Linked DNA regions of Mus musculus: region 2 is linked to region 1. The links are chromatin contacts, called in public HiChIP or PLAC-seq maps. All regions are on one chromosome and are shown on one strand. Each heading gives the region's core, a stretch centred on a gene start, on an enhancer-like site or on the middle of the called end of the contact. The rest is flanking DNA. Distances are from core to core; before and after follow the strand shown.

The links. HiChIP or PLAC-seq counts read pairs in DNA pulled down with a chosen protein or histone mark.
Region 2: a CTCF HiChIP or PLAC-seq map of CD8 T cells shows a contact between it and region 1, with 13 read pairs. The contact joins two enhancer-like sites. A contact is called at or near these places in 1 of 15 datasets of contacts at CTCF or cohesin (CD8 T cells), 3 of 484 Hi-C or Micro-C datasets (Th1 cells, conventional dendritic cells and macrophages), 4 of 115 datasets of contacts at active chromatin or transcription factors (CD8 T cells, effector CD8 T cells, memory CD8 T cells and 1 more) and 1 of 9 other capture datasets (adipose tissue).

The regions. Positions count from the first base shown.
Region 1 is chr7:74,493,225-74,496,633 of GRCm38.p6, forward strand. The region is part of intron 2 of Slco3a1 (solute carrier organic anion transporter family, member 3a1); the gene reads right to left. Among named protein-coding and RNA genes, the nearest start is that of Slco3a1, 60 kb to the right of the region's middle. Within about 2 kb of position 2,112, at least 38 of the 459 cell types and tissues checked have an H3K27ac peak or open chromatin away from gene starts, as enhancers often do. A contact at or near this core is called in CD8 T cells, Th1 cells, effector CD8 T cells and 2 more, where this site is marked.
Region 2 is chr7:74,696,105-74,699,884 of GRCm38.p6, forward strand. It overlaps the pseudogene Gm7726. Among named protein-coding and RNA genes, the nearest start is that of Gm30459, 68 kb to the right of the region's middle. Within about 2 kb of position 2,062, at least 26 of the 459 cell types and tissues checked have an H3K27ac peak or open chromatin away from gene starts, as enhancers often do. A contact at or near this core is called in CD8 T cells, Th1 cells, effector CD8 T cells and 2 more, where this site is marked.

The DNA of each region.
Region 1 (3,409 bases), core at 862-3,361:
CCAGTAAGAAGGATCATACTAAAAACTAAAATCAGATCCACCAATGTGGGCTATGGCATGTTCTTTCATCTTCCCAATGGCCTCTGAATCTTGCTTTCAGCACCAGGATCACAGGTATTCATGTATATTTGGACTGATGTGGTAGAGTCACCTAGATGAAGGCAGGTGTCATTGCCCCCATGATATGGATGACTACAGACAAAGCCAGGGTGGGGAAAATGATGGCAAGATAATAATAAATGCTGCCTGGTTGCAAAAGGTTCTTAGCATCCATACACAACTCCTGAACCTATTAGATCCTCACTGTGCTAATGAGACTTCTTACTGGGAATTCAAATTCCCTTTGTAAACTCCATTAGCAACCTATAAAGCAGGTGGGCAAATGTGAACCTTTCATAGGGAAGCGAAGTCTTGTCTAGAAAGGGAAGCAGGGAGAAACCACAGCCATGCATATTGTATTCTCAGAGCATCAGAGAGATGGATTGGCAGCTCTCTTTGGAGATAAGCCAGAAAGAACCAAACTCACACATATATTTTTTCTGTCTCTGTCTCTGTCTCTCTCCTTCTCTCTCTTACACACACACACACACACACACACACACACACACACACACACACACACATACACACACACACACACACACACACAGAGAGACTTCTGAAATAGGATACTATGGTATAAAACCATTTTTATCTGCAGAGGAATTTTCTTGAATGGAGCAACTATTCTCACTAAAATTTTGCCAAAATGTCAGTCCAGTTCAATTGTTTCCCCAGATGACTACTTGGGTCCCTCATGACTCGGTCTTTGATTTGCAAAGTCTCAAGAGAATATCTTTTAGTAAGAACACATGGAAACTTTTGACTCCCAGAGTTCAAATTCTATTAATGATTCCAATGCATTTTTAAAATGTTTTCCCCTTAAAACAGCATTAACAGAGTTTTGATCTTATCTGTGTACTAGTTCAAACCAGCACAGAGAATTGCTGAATATTACCCAAAATATCCATAGCTAGGCTAAAAGAAGGGATGGAAAATTTCAGCTCTACAAGAATTTCTTGCAAGAAGTGGTGAGATGAGGGGGGCACAGGAAGAGAGCAGACAGGTGTCACCAAGTCCACTGGGAACACATTCTGATTTCCCATCCATTTCACCTAAGTTGTTAGGACAGCAACTCTCCAGGGAGCCGTTCAAATTGAGACCCCCAAACTGAGTAATAGTCAGCCCATCTCAGCACAATCTAGTCATATCTAGATTGTGTTCTTGCTCCTTCGCCTGCTTGCTGCGTGAGACTGAGTAACTGCTAGATCCTTGGACTTCCATTCACAGCTACGACTGAATCATTGTTGGGAATTGGGCTGCCGACTGTAAGTCATCAATAAATTCCTTTACTATCTAGAGACTATCCATAAGTTCTGTGATTCTAGAGAACCCTGACTAATACAGAAGTATTCTAATACTAGAATCAGCACATATCTAGTCCACTCCATATTGTCTAACACCAAGGTCAACCCAACCTAAGCACATTTTGGGACTTTAATCATTTGGGGGTCATAAGCCTAGCTAAGATGCAGGTATTAGTTTTGCTTTAAAGAGCATACATACATCTCAGTCTCTATATAAATTTAGAAGGGCAAGAATCACCCTAGCTACACTAAGCACATCACAGAACCTTCAGCTTGAAGAAGCCCTGTAAAGTAACCTCATTGAGTCCTGGCATTTGTAAGGCAAATTGCAGGATTCCAACTATAAAGATGATACTTAAGTTTTTATGAGTGTCCATTAACTAACTAAGACTTTGATATCTGCAGACTGCATCTGTGGTGTGGACTAAAATAAGCTTGCCGGCGCAAGTGCTCTCTCTCTCTCTCTCTCTCTCTCTCTCTCTCTCTCTCTCACACACACACACACACACACACACACACACACACACACCGACCGCATTCATATACACATACCACTTGGCAGAAGTGAAATGGCATCGCTGAGCTGGATGGAAGATATTCATTTAGCTGATTCATTTCTGACAATATGAAGTCATTAGAGGGAGTTAAGGCAGCTTTGGCAACTGCAAGCATTAAAGAGAACAGGGTTGGTTATGTTTCCCATTCAATAAACGGGGCCATTGACTAAGCTGTATGTACTCACCGCTCTCTGCCTACAGAAGTGATTTGCTATTAAACACATACTGCTCTTGTCAAAAGCCTGACAATGGGTTATTTTTGCATGCTTGAGTTTGGAGGGATAGAGACAAGGGGTGGGGCATCCCTCTTGACCTCTGGTCCCTAACCTGCAACTTAAATGACTATGAAATGATAAAAGCAAGCACTAAGCCAAAACCTTCAGCCTCGCACTTGTTCTTTTATGTGTTGAGTCAGGAGCTCTGCAGAGTATGATGATGCATATCTTGGTGCTGTGAAAAAGCCAGCACTTCCTTCAGAGGCCAACCACATCCCAGGAGTTCAGCGCTAGTTAAGGTTTGAATATAAAGTACCATGCCTAGTCTCACCCACAGGATGTAGTCCCTAGTAGATGACACTTGACAAGGGGAAGTCCTGAACCTTAGAAGGTAAGGCTGAGTTGGACCAACAAGATCACTGGGGCAGCTGAAGGCTAAGCCTGTTTTCCAGTTCTTGTTGCATTCTCTGTTCCTTGCCCTCTTTGGTGTAAAGAGCCCCCTCTTTCTATGCCATAATGTCCTGATTCATCATGAGCCAGAACCTAGAGCCAAAGACCATAAACTAAAATCTCTGAGCCAAGAGACAACCTTCCTCCTGTAAGTTGGTTTTCTCTGGCCTATGGTCACAGCATTAATAAAACTAACCATTATATTCATCTTTCAAGGTGTCTGGTTGACTCTCAAGAGGGAAGCAATGCAACCCAAGTCCTACATGACATAAAAGTGTTTGGGTCTAAAAGAGGTGGGATCTTGCCTATAACTGCAAGTGCTGAGAAGGATAATTTACATAACCAAATAAGCAGGATTTCGAGGGTTGGACACCAGCTTCAAGCACAGCCTGGAACAGCCTCCTGCCCTCTGATTCTCCAGGTTGACTCTCTCTGTCACTGTAGTCATTTCCTCTGTGTGTGGCAGCCAAGATGGACATCGGACTCCTTGTGCATTCTGGGTTCTTACCCAGAATGTTCTAGAAAGAAGGTGACTGGTGTTTGTCTGAATCCAGAGTAGTTTCTGATTGACCTACTCATTGGGCCAATCACTGTAGACCATGGCTTTTCTCTATGTCATAATTGGCTATCCCTAGACCATATGGCCATTCCTGTAGCTCACAAAAACCACCTGATATAGGAAGGCTATTCTTCAGTATGAAAACGAGATGCTGGACAGACAGACTCCAGCAAGTGTCTATACTATTCTTCCAATACTCGTTAGCAATGGAGGATGGTTAAC
Region 2 (3,780 bases), core at 812-3,311, 200 kb after region 1:
ATCTAGTGTCTGGCTATTGCTATTTGCTTCTGATTCTCCAATCAGGATAAACAGGCACCCTTATCATAGGGAAGCACAGAGTGCCACAGAGGTCAGGGAAAGGTGTGCCCTACTCAGCATGGGCACAGCAGACTTTCCTAAGAGGAATTAGATGAACTGGTGTTTGGAGATGAGTAGGACTCACCATCTGGACCTTTGTTGGGTCTTAATTAGGATTTTATTGCTGGGAGGAGACACCATGGCCATGGGCATTCTTATAGAAGACAGTTAACTAATGCTGACTTAGGCAGTTCAGAGGTTTAGTCCATAGTCACCATGGCGGAAAACATAACAGCATGCAGGCAGATGTGATGCTAGAGAAGGAGCCTCGAGCTCTGCATATGAATCATCAGGCAGCAGAAAGAGAAACCCTGGGTTTGGATTCAAAGGCAACCTCTAGTAACAGACTTGCTCTAACAAGGCCACACCTTCTAATACAGCTACTCCCTATAAGCCTATGGTGCTCCTTTTTATTGGAACAACCACATTGGGGGACAATTTAAGAATGGCCACTATTTATACGCACTTTTCGAAACCTATTACTGACAGGCTTTTAAGTATTTGAAATGGCAGAAAAGTAACAACAAGCCCTCTTGCCGAAGCCCTCATTCACTCTGTGACTCTCAAGGCTGTGAACAATGTTTAGGATGATTTAGCACCAACATGCACTTCCATAGTTCACTGTGAGCGTCTGTTCCTTTGCCTTGCAGTCGCCACTTGCCAGTCTGAGAGCTCTGTGAAAACAGGAAGAAATAACAGGTCATAAAACCACAATTGGAAATTATGACAATTATGACAATCCTGACCAGTCTTTTACCTCTTGGGACAAGGTATAGAACAGTTGTTCCCACCTGGCTGACCGTCAGTTATATTTTCTCTCCTCTACAAAGTTGGTTCCTTTTGACTTTTATACTTTCTCCCATCTCTTCAGCTGCTCTCCAGACTCGACACAGTCACTCTTGCTAGGATCTGCTCTCACCGATACAGGCTGCAGTATGAGCTGTGACCTCTGATATGACAAGAGCAATCTCATGCACGTAAACCTGTGAATTCTTTTGGAACTTTGTGCCCCTCTTTCACATCCAACTTCCCTTTAGCAGTACAACTTGGATAAGCTATTTAAACACAGTACTTCTGTTATAGTGTAATATTGGAATACCAGCTATGCTCCTATCATTGGGTTTTTCTGGGAAGCTTCCATATTAATACATATAAAGAAACTAGAAAAGGGTCTACTGTATACTTCGAAGGCTCCAAAAATAGTGGAAGCTACCATAGCAACCATCCTAATCACCATCGTTTTTTTCTTCTAGTTTACTCTGTGACTTGACATTACTGGCCAGGAGCAATGAAATAACACAGAGCAAAGCAATGAACAACTGGAACAAAGGTTGAGAAAAATATAGACTGGGTGAACCTGAAATATAGTCAGTCCAGGAAGATAAAGAGCTAATTAACTCCAGAGAATGGGCTGCATACAACACCTACCAAAGCACCAATTGTGTTCTTAAATGGTGCCTTGTCTTAGCACGTTTGCCCTTTGCAAGATGCATTGTATGCGTACACTTTCTTAGAGACCAAATTTTCTGTTCCTATAAAACGTGATGGCAGCAGTCATGGCCCTAACTCAGACAGAAACAATCAGTGTGGACCCTCTTCTTAAATCGGAGCTGTGCGGCCAACAGTGATTAGAAAAAGAGCACAGACACTGTCAGAATAATGAATTTAAGCAAAAGGGAAACCTCAAGATGAGGAAGATTATCGAGGTGCAGAGGCTGAGCTGTGTGAAAAAATGAAAGAGAAAGAAAGAGAGGAAGGGGGAGGGGGAGGGGGAGAGGGAAAGGGACAAGGGACAGGGAGGGGAAGGAGATCTCATTCACTGATAATGGGAGAAATAACTTGCTGATGTCTAATGTGGTGTGGGGAGCAGACAGAAACAATGGATGTTTAGGTGAGAGCTGAACATTTCAAGGTCATTTGTGGGTCTATGACAGAAGGAGACCATGACTCTCTTCAAGCTCAAACAGGAAGAAAAAGAAACCAAGCTACAGATCAGGCAGAGAGATTAATATAGAGAATCAAATGGCAGTGTTAGAGCCAAATGGAGGGTTGAAAATGAACAGTGTGATGGAAAATTATGCTAGGAAGCCACTCCTCAATCCTAAGCTTAGGTGCTTTGGGGATCAAGGTGGATGAAGAAAGAAATGGTGAGGGCTGCAGAGACAGCTCAGCAGTTAAGAGCATCTACTGCTCTTATAGTGGACCCAGGTTCAGTTCCAGGACCCACATCATGTAACTGCGTGATAACTAGAGTTTCAGAGGATCTAATGCTCTCTTCTAGACTCAGGGCACTTACATATATAGGGCAAGTATGCATACATACACACACACACACACACACACACACACACACACACACTCATGCACACACACACACACACACACATATAAATATACATACTCAGGCACACACATATTAATAAAATAAATAAATATATTTTTTAACTTTTTGTTCTTTTTTATTATTTTCTTTTATTACATTTCAAATGTTATCCCCTTTCCTAGTTTCCCCTCCGAATATTTCCTATCCCCTCCCCCGTCCCCCTGCTCACCAACCCACCCACTTTTGCTTCCTGGCCCTGGCATTCCCCTATATTAGGGCATAGAACTTTCACAGGACCAAGGGCCTCCCCTCCCATTGGTGAATGACTAGGCCATCTTCTGCTACTTATGCAGCTGGAGCCCTGAGTCCCACCATGTGATTTCTTTGATTGGTGGTTTAGTCTCAGGGAGTTCTGGGGGTACTGGTTAGTTCATATTGTTGTTTCTCCTTTGGGGCTGCAAACCCCTTCAGCTCCTTGGGTTCTTTCTCTAGCACCTTCACTGGGGACCCTGTGCTCTGTCCAGTGGATAACTGTGTATTTGCCAGGCACTGGCAGAGCCTCTCAGGAGACAGCTACATCAGGCTCCTTTCAGCAAGCTCTTGTTGGCATCTGCAATAGTGTCTGAGTTTGGTGATTGTTTATAGGATGGATCCCCAGGTGGGGCAGTCTCTGGATGGTCATGCCTTCAGTCTCTGCTCCAAACTTTATCTCTGTAACTCCTTACATGGGTATTTTGTTCCCCCTTCTAAGAAGGATCGAAGTATCCACAGTTTGGACTTCCTTCTTCTTGAGTTTCATGTGTTTTGCAAATTGTATCTTGGGTATCCACTTATCAGTGAGTGCATATCATGTGTGTTCTTTTGTGATTGGGTTACCTCACTTAGGATGATATCCTCTAGATCCATCCCATTTGTCTAAGAATTTCATAAATTAATTGGTTTTAATAGCTGCATAGTACTCCATTGTGTAAATGTACCATATTTTCTGTATCCATTCCTCTGTTGAGGGACATCTGGGTTCTTTCCAGCTTCTGGCTATTATAAATAAGACTGCTATGAACATAGTGGAGCATGTGTCCTTCTTAACAGTTGGATCATCTTCTGGGTATATGCCCAGGAGTGATATTGCTGGATCTTCTGGTAGTACTATGTCCAATTTTCTGAGGCACTGCCAAATTGATTTCCAGAGTGGTTGTACCAGGCACATACATATTTATAAAATAAATAAATATATCTTTAAAGAACAAAAAAGTGACTTATTCACTGCCAACTATCTTCACTGCATGTCCTTTTGCTGCTCCATTGCCTGGTCCTATGCTGATTTCAATGGAAGAAGTCACTGTGGTCATCAGTGACAA